2 separate regions of the Mus musculus genome follow, and region 1 is linked to region 2. Evidence: chromatin contacts called from public HiCAR-type data. All regions are on one chromosome and are shown on one strand. Each heading gives the region's core, a stretch centred on a gene start, on an enhancer-like site or on the middle of the called end of the contact. The rest is flanking DNA. Distances are from core to core; before and after follow the strand shown.

Region 1 (3,149 bases), core at 622-3,121, 1.3 Mb before region 2:
ATGAAAGTCTTCAGTTACAACACTGACTACTTCATGATGAACAAGGTCTCAAAGCCACTTTTCACCTGGGATTAAAGACACATTTTCAGTAATTGGAAGAGATAGAAAAGTACACTCATTAGGTTCCATAGAACAGATATTGTAAAGCTAATGTCAGGAGGAAAATAATATTTTAGTACTATGTTCACTGAGACATAGAAAATGAATGAATTATGAGAGAAATAGATTACAAAGGAACAAAGCTATGAATTGATTTTTATTTTACAAAAGCCCATATGAAAACCAGCAGTTGTCAAGAGAATAAGTGAATTTTTGAAAAAAAGAGTTGAATGTAAGCCAAATCCAGGTAGAATTTACTTTAAGTGTAATATACCCTGGGTTACTAACATCATCAACACTGCTCCGATTAACCATCAGCATCCCTCTATGGAATGATTGAAATACTCAAGTGTATTGTTATATGAATTCTGACACTGATAAAAGATTGTTAATTTTGAATTAATGATTCGATACTTTGGTAGTGAGCAAGCACATTCAATGTGTCTCTTTTCTTTCATAGCAAACGTCAGATACAGGGCTCTCTAAGTCCTGATGAGTCATAGCATTGGCCCATGGCAGTACCTGTAGATATCAAAGGGCCCTATGTCATGGAGTCACTTTGTAGTTAGCAACAAATAACTGACAACAACAACAACAACGTCCTCTGTGCTCAGTTGTTTACATCATATTATTGCCAGTAACTGACTAAAGAGAGTATTTTTATACCTGCTATGTAACCTTTCGTGTTCATGAGTAAATGTGGTAGGTAAATTTTTTACTGTGAATTATTTACTGATTAGGAGCTATCAAATTCATTTTTCAAAAAACGGTTATTTAATTGCCACAGATTAGCATGCAGTTGCAGAAGCTAATGGTAAAGTGTAGGCACCTCCTAAGAACCTCCCATGTCTTTATTTTAATCAACAGGTTTTCCTTCTTGTTTATTTATCTAGCAATAACATCATAAACATTAAATCTGAAATAGTTATACTTGGAGTGCAAGATGATTGCACTCTAATGAGAGGATACTTGTAATTTTATGAAACAAGACATGCAAACTCAAGCTTAAAAAAAAATCACAAGCTCTTCTGTACAAAAACAACAGACCCTTCATCAAATATAAAGGTTGCTAAATCCTGTTTAAATAAGCAATAGCAGAAAGCACTACTGAGGCCACATCTGTACACAGCTATCATTTAGGAATGGATGTGTTGGAATCAAAAGAAAACCTTAAATTACAAACCCAGATGTCTTCATCATGCTGAAGTGCATGCATTTTGGTTTCCTAGAGTTCCAAAACCTCGGATCTTCAAGAATCTACCCCAAAGCTCTGGAGACGTCAACCTTGAGAGATTTTCCTTAAGAGAACAACTGGCTGGCTCCTCAGACACCCATTCCTTCCAAAGCACTGGTCGATCTGAAAATTCTCAACATGTCTCACTAAAGAAGCCTAGACCATTGCTAGTGTTCTACCTTGCGTTGTCGCCAGTTGCCTTCTACATATTAAACTGCAGGAAGCATGGAAACTTCCTACAAGACACTATGGGAGAAACATCAGCAATCTGTATACACACAACACGTTTTCTTTCTTTCTTTTTTCTTTCTTGACAGCATCAGCAGCTGCAGAGGCATTCGTTTCTTTTTAGAATTTGAGCTCACCAAACCTACAAGCTCTCCCTGCCCCCCACTCGGCTCTCCTGTTTCTAAAATCCAAGAGAAAAAGGACACCTTCTCCTGGGGACTGGCGCTGGAACCCTGTTGGTGAATGCTGAGGAAGGGGGAGAAAGTTACTTCGCAGGCAGCAGGGATGGATGGGCTCACCTTCCATGTTTGTTGCCATGGAGATGAATTCCAGCCAGTAGACTTGTTGGCAGGTTTGTCTGTGCTCGCCGATCTCGGTTCGTGTAAACGGCGTGTTCTGAGGACCTGCGTGGAGTCACAGGACCGTGGGTAGCGCTTTCCTGGCCTACGTGTGTAAATAATGTCTGTGTCTGGGTGAGAGACAGGACACGGGCAGCCGCGGAAGGACCCGTGCGCGAGTGTTTGCAGGAAAATGTGTGTGCATGTGTGCCTTTCTCCGATGTGACAATGTGTAAATATTTGCGAGTATGTAGATGTGAAAGCAACGAGGTGGGACGTGAGATAGGGAAGGGACTAACAGCAGCAACAGGGTCTGGTTTTCAGGTCCGTCAGAAAAAGCAGAGACCAGGGCTCGTTTTCACTCACATCGCATCCTGAAGCTTAGCAATCGGGGTTCGTCACTATTTGTGCATCTTGGGGTAGTGAGGATTTAATTAATTCATTGCGAAAATCCTTGTCTCTGTTATGTCCCCAGCTGTGCCGAAGGCATTTCGCTGTGAGTGGAAACAGCAGTCCCGGGTTGTTAGAAGGCACTAGATTTTTATGTTTCCTTTGATCAGACAAAGGAAAAAAACGGTGTGAAAAGTGCACTGGTTTAACCGAATACTGATGCGTCACTTAGTCTTTTGGTGTTCATTTCCACTACCCACGCCCCCTTTACTCCACCCCACCCCTTCCCGCAGACGCCCTGGAGCTGTCCGCAGTGCTGAAACGCTGAAGCTGACCTCTTTCCTGCAAGAAGATACTGAACTACCATTGTGACAAAACCATTAGGTAGATGCGGTGCAGGTTTTCTAAAACGTGGTTGAATATTCACATTGTAAACAGACCTCACTGGAAGCAAAGCAGAACACGTTAAAGCAACACAGCCACCGGCCCTCTCACCTCTCCTCGAGAGGTTCCTCCACACTCACCTTTAGTATTATTAACAGCCATCATGTTTTGTCACGATTCCCAGAACCTATCCTTGGCACGCACCTGTAGATTCCCTACGAACTTAATTGCTCATCTTATGAACTCTTCAGTCGTTAATATTTGAGAAAATGCAGATACAGAATTTGTACATTATCATTGCTGCTGTTGTTATTTAGTGGAGAACTTGGGCGTGACGATATTTGACAAATTTTATGACTATCTAGAGTATTATCACTTAGGAAATGAAACAGTCTTACAAAGATGTTGCACAGAGTGTCAGCCACAAATGGAATATCTACATCATTTCCTTCAAATCCCAAAGACTATTGAGGGAG
Region 2 (3,340 bases), core at 352-2,851:
CTGGGCAGGCCAAGTGAATTCACTTTAAAGTTATTGCTAGATTTCTTTCCAAGCAATTCATGATATTTTGAATTCCAACAGCAATTTAAAAAACTGGTTCCATTTCATCTTTGCCAGCTTTTCTCAGGCTTGTTCCTTTTTACTTAAATGTGAGCCCTTCCTATAGTTACTTAGTGACATTTTGTTGTAGTTACAACTGTTATTTCCACAGGCACCAGGGGTTGAACACCCTGTTTCCAGGCACTCCTTCAACTGCACTGATCTGCAGTGTAGTTTCTGTTAGATGCTTCTGCTTATATTTTACAAGATGTATTTATTATTTGATTTTCAAGAGTTCATTTAATACTATTTTGGAATATTTTGTCTCAGGTATGACTTTTTTCTTCATTTTCTAAAGAGCACTCTTTCAAGATGGGATATTATTTTACAAAGTCCCATCTGCCAAGTAAAGTCTGTGCTCTGTATCCCCAGGTGAAGGATAAAAATCCTCTACCATATCAAAGGTTGTGATATTTTTTCCCTCATTCAATTTTATGCTTGTGTGTGTTCAGGTTTGTGCATGCATGTGTGAGTATGTGAACATAGAGAGGATAGCAGGCAACCTCATATGGTGTTCTACTAATACCAGTTTTTAAAATTAATTTTTAGTACATAAGCGTGTAAGTGGTCTCCAATTCTTTCTTAAGCATATTATTTTCATTTTATTGACTAGCCCTGAATCTTTTTGTGATTGACCAGGCATGCTTGGGTGAATTTTTGGACTCTGATTTCCACTAATTAACATTTGAAATAAAAATGAATATATACATAGTTTCATGGAGATCACACAAGTGTATAATATTATATTTAATTTCACTAGCTATATCTTTTCAAAGCATGATTTTATTATTACAGTATATTGTCACAGTAAAGTTCCACATTGCAGGTGTAACAGCAATCAGGGATGTTGAGGAAGGAGTTAATTTGTAATTTAAGCTTACTTTGTCATCTTAAACAAGATGAGCATTAAGAAAACCAGAATTAAGCTCCCCTTCAAAGCCATTATAGCTGTGTCTGAATATAGTAACAGCAGAGTCTATGGGGACTGTTAATTCCAGCTCAGAGATGGGAGGAGGATGGGCACAAAAACAAATTACATGTGTGACATGTCATGGGACAGGAGCATTGCTTGGTTATCAAACAGGGAAAGCAAGGACCTCCACAACCACACTGCTACAGTGAACCCAGAGTAAGTGCTTTTAACCTGTCTCTAGCAATCAAAGGCCCCCGAGTGTTTGCCAGCTTCCAGGGTTACTTCTGCAGGCTATGGGGAGGGACTGTGGCTGTCTGGCCAGTCAGTCTGCACAGGGTAATGAAAATACATTATGGCGAGGCCTGAGTTACAGGAGAAGAAGAAGAAGAAGAAAATCAGAACAAAACTGTCTTTGGATACATCAAGCTCTCAGAACACTTCTTGGCCTTGCCTGATTCGCTTGTTGGGAATTGTCAGTGGCCCCCTGTGAGTGCACGCTTGCTTCCGCTGGCAGTGCTGTTCTCCATGAACAAAAGAATCAAACAGAAACACCAGTGTGGAGTTATGCCTTGTCCTAACCGCGCATGCCAGTCCACTTTGATCACAGGCTGGCTGCATTAGCATTCTGTCCTGGAGCTTAAGCGAGCCTATTCACACTGCTCGAGAGAAAACTTCCCGAGGTTCTAATGAATTGCTGTGTTTGTTCAACAGTTGTCAGGTGTTCCGAACGGTCCTAGCGATAGTACAGTGCTGTGTGTTTTATGAGTGACAGTTAGGCCACTGCACAAAGAAGATCTGTCCTTGTGGGTATGCACTGCCCATCTTGGAAATCTGAACACATCTGTAAATCACTCTTCCAATGAACTCGGTGCAGCCTGATTTAGAATCACTCACTTTGATTCTCCTGGCTTCTTAGAAATTCTTGCCTAAAGCTGCACAGTAGTTAAGAAGTTGAACGCAGATGCACAGCGAATGGTAAAACACCTACAAAGAAAACCGAGTTCATGGAAGGTCAAGGCAGAACTGAATTCACTCAATTACCATTTTCTTTATTTTAACTTAAGAAAGCTTGGAGAGTTACCAAAGCTGATGGAGAGGCACAGCTAAGTTGACTGAGTTTTTGGCAGCCTGAGGACTCACAAGGCAGGGGAGAGAGGCATATGCACTGGTGCCAGGCATGTCTAAAACCAAAATATGGATGGGCATAAACTCCGCCCTATGGGAACCCAGGGTATCTATGCTCCTTTTCCTAAAGATTTGGTAGTAGCTCTGTTTTGTTTTTTTTTTTAAAGGACAACCTCTTTCTGAAAGCACCACAAGATCAAAACTTCCAGTTTTCACTTGAACACACAGCAATATGATGTCATCCTCATGTAAGTTAAATTAAAAAAAAAAAAAAAAAGGAAAGGAAAGCTGGACAAATTACAGCTATCTCCTGAGAGGCTCTGCCAGATCCTGACCAATACAGAGGCAGATGCTTGCAACCAACCATCGGACTGAGCACAGGAACCCCAGTGGAAGAGTTAGGGGAAGAACTGAAGGAGCTGAAGGGGCCTTATCTGGCATCAATGGGAGGGAAGGCCCTTTGTCCTGTGAAGGCTTGATGCCCCAGTGTAGAGGAAAGCTAGGGCAGTGAGGGAGGAGTGGATAGGTTGGTGGGGGAGCACCCTCATAGAAGCAGTGTAAGGGGGGATAGGATAGGGGAGTTTGCAGAGGGGAAACCAGGGAAGGGGATAACATTTGAAATGTAAATAAATAAAATATCCAATTAAAAATGAAAACTGTGGTATAGTCTCCAATCTTCCCAGAAAAAAAAATGTATATTTACAATCTTTCCTTAACCAATAATAACAAGTAGTTCTAATTACCATAGCGATTGCTGGGACAACCAGGCTGATGAGGCCACTCAGAATATAATTAATTTTGCAAAACATTATTTTGACTATACACTGTAGCCCTAAAGACAATTAAGAGCTGTACCAAAGACTATATTCTGTCTAGTAAATATGTTTCTGCTTCTGAAGAGAAGGAGAATGCTAGGGCAGTACTAGAGGTCAGCAGGCAGTTGTGCTCTCTAGCGGAGGAGGGCACCTTCCTCACAACAGCCTGGCCCCTCAGTGTGGTTGTTAAGTACAGCACAATGAGGGAGCTCGGTTCCTCTTCCCGAGGAGTCTCCGTAGGGAGCAGCATCCTATGTCGTCGTCATCCAGGAGAGAAAGCTGCAGTAGTTAGTTTTTGCACACACTGTTCAGATCTGTAGGTAGACCAGAGAAAGGTGTGGCCAACTCCTTGAGCCTGACACAAGGAATGCTTTGCTGTTAGAATAGG

What was found. HiCAR-type assays count read pairs that join an accessible place to other places.
Region 1: a contact with region 2 is called in a HiCAR-type map of astrocytes, with 4 times the contacts expected there. The contact joins the promoter of Ctxn2 here to the enhancer-like site in region 2. A contact is called at or near these places in 8 of 39 promoter capture datasets (the 3T3-L1 cell line, the C10 cell line, cranial neural crest and 4 more) and 1 of 115 datasets of contacts at active chromatin or transcription factors (astrocytes).

Annotation. Positions count from the first base shown.
Region 1 is chr2:125,135,414-125,138,562 of GRCm38.p6, reverse strand. Ctxn2 (cortexin 2) reads right to left here and starts at 1,871. Exons shown (of 2, transcript NM_001162934.1): 1 at 1,283-1,871.
Region 2 is chr2:123,812,097-123,815,436 of GRCm38.p6, reverse strand. No RefSeq gene overlaps it. Among named protein-coding and RNA genes, the nearest start is that of Gm39919, 15 kb to the right of the region's middle. Within about 2 kb of position 1,601, at least 55 of the 459 cell types and tissues checked have an H3K27ac peak or open chromatin away from gene starts, as enhancers often do. A contact at or near this core is called in astrocytes, where this site is marked.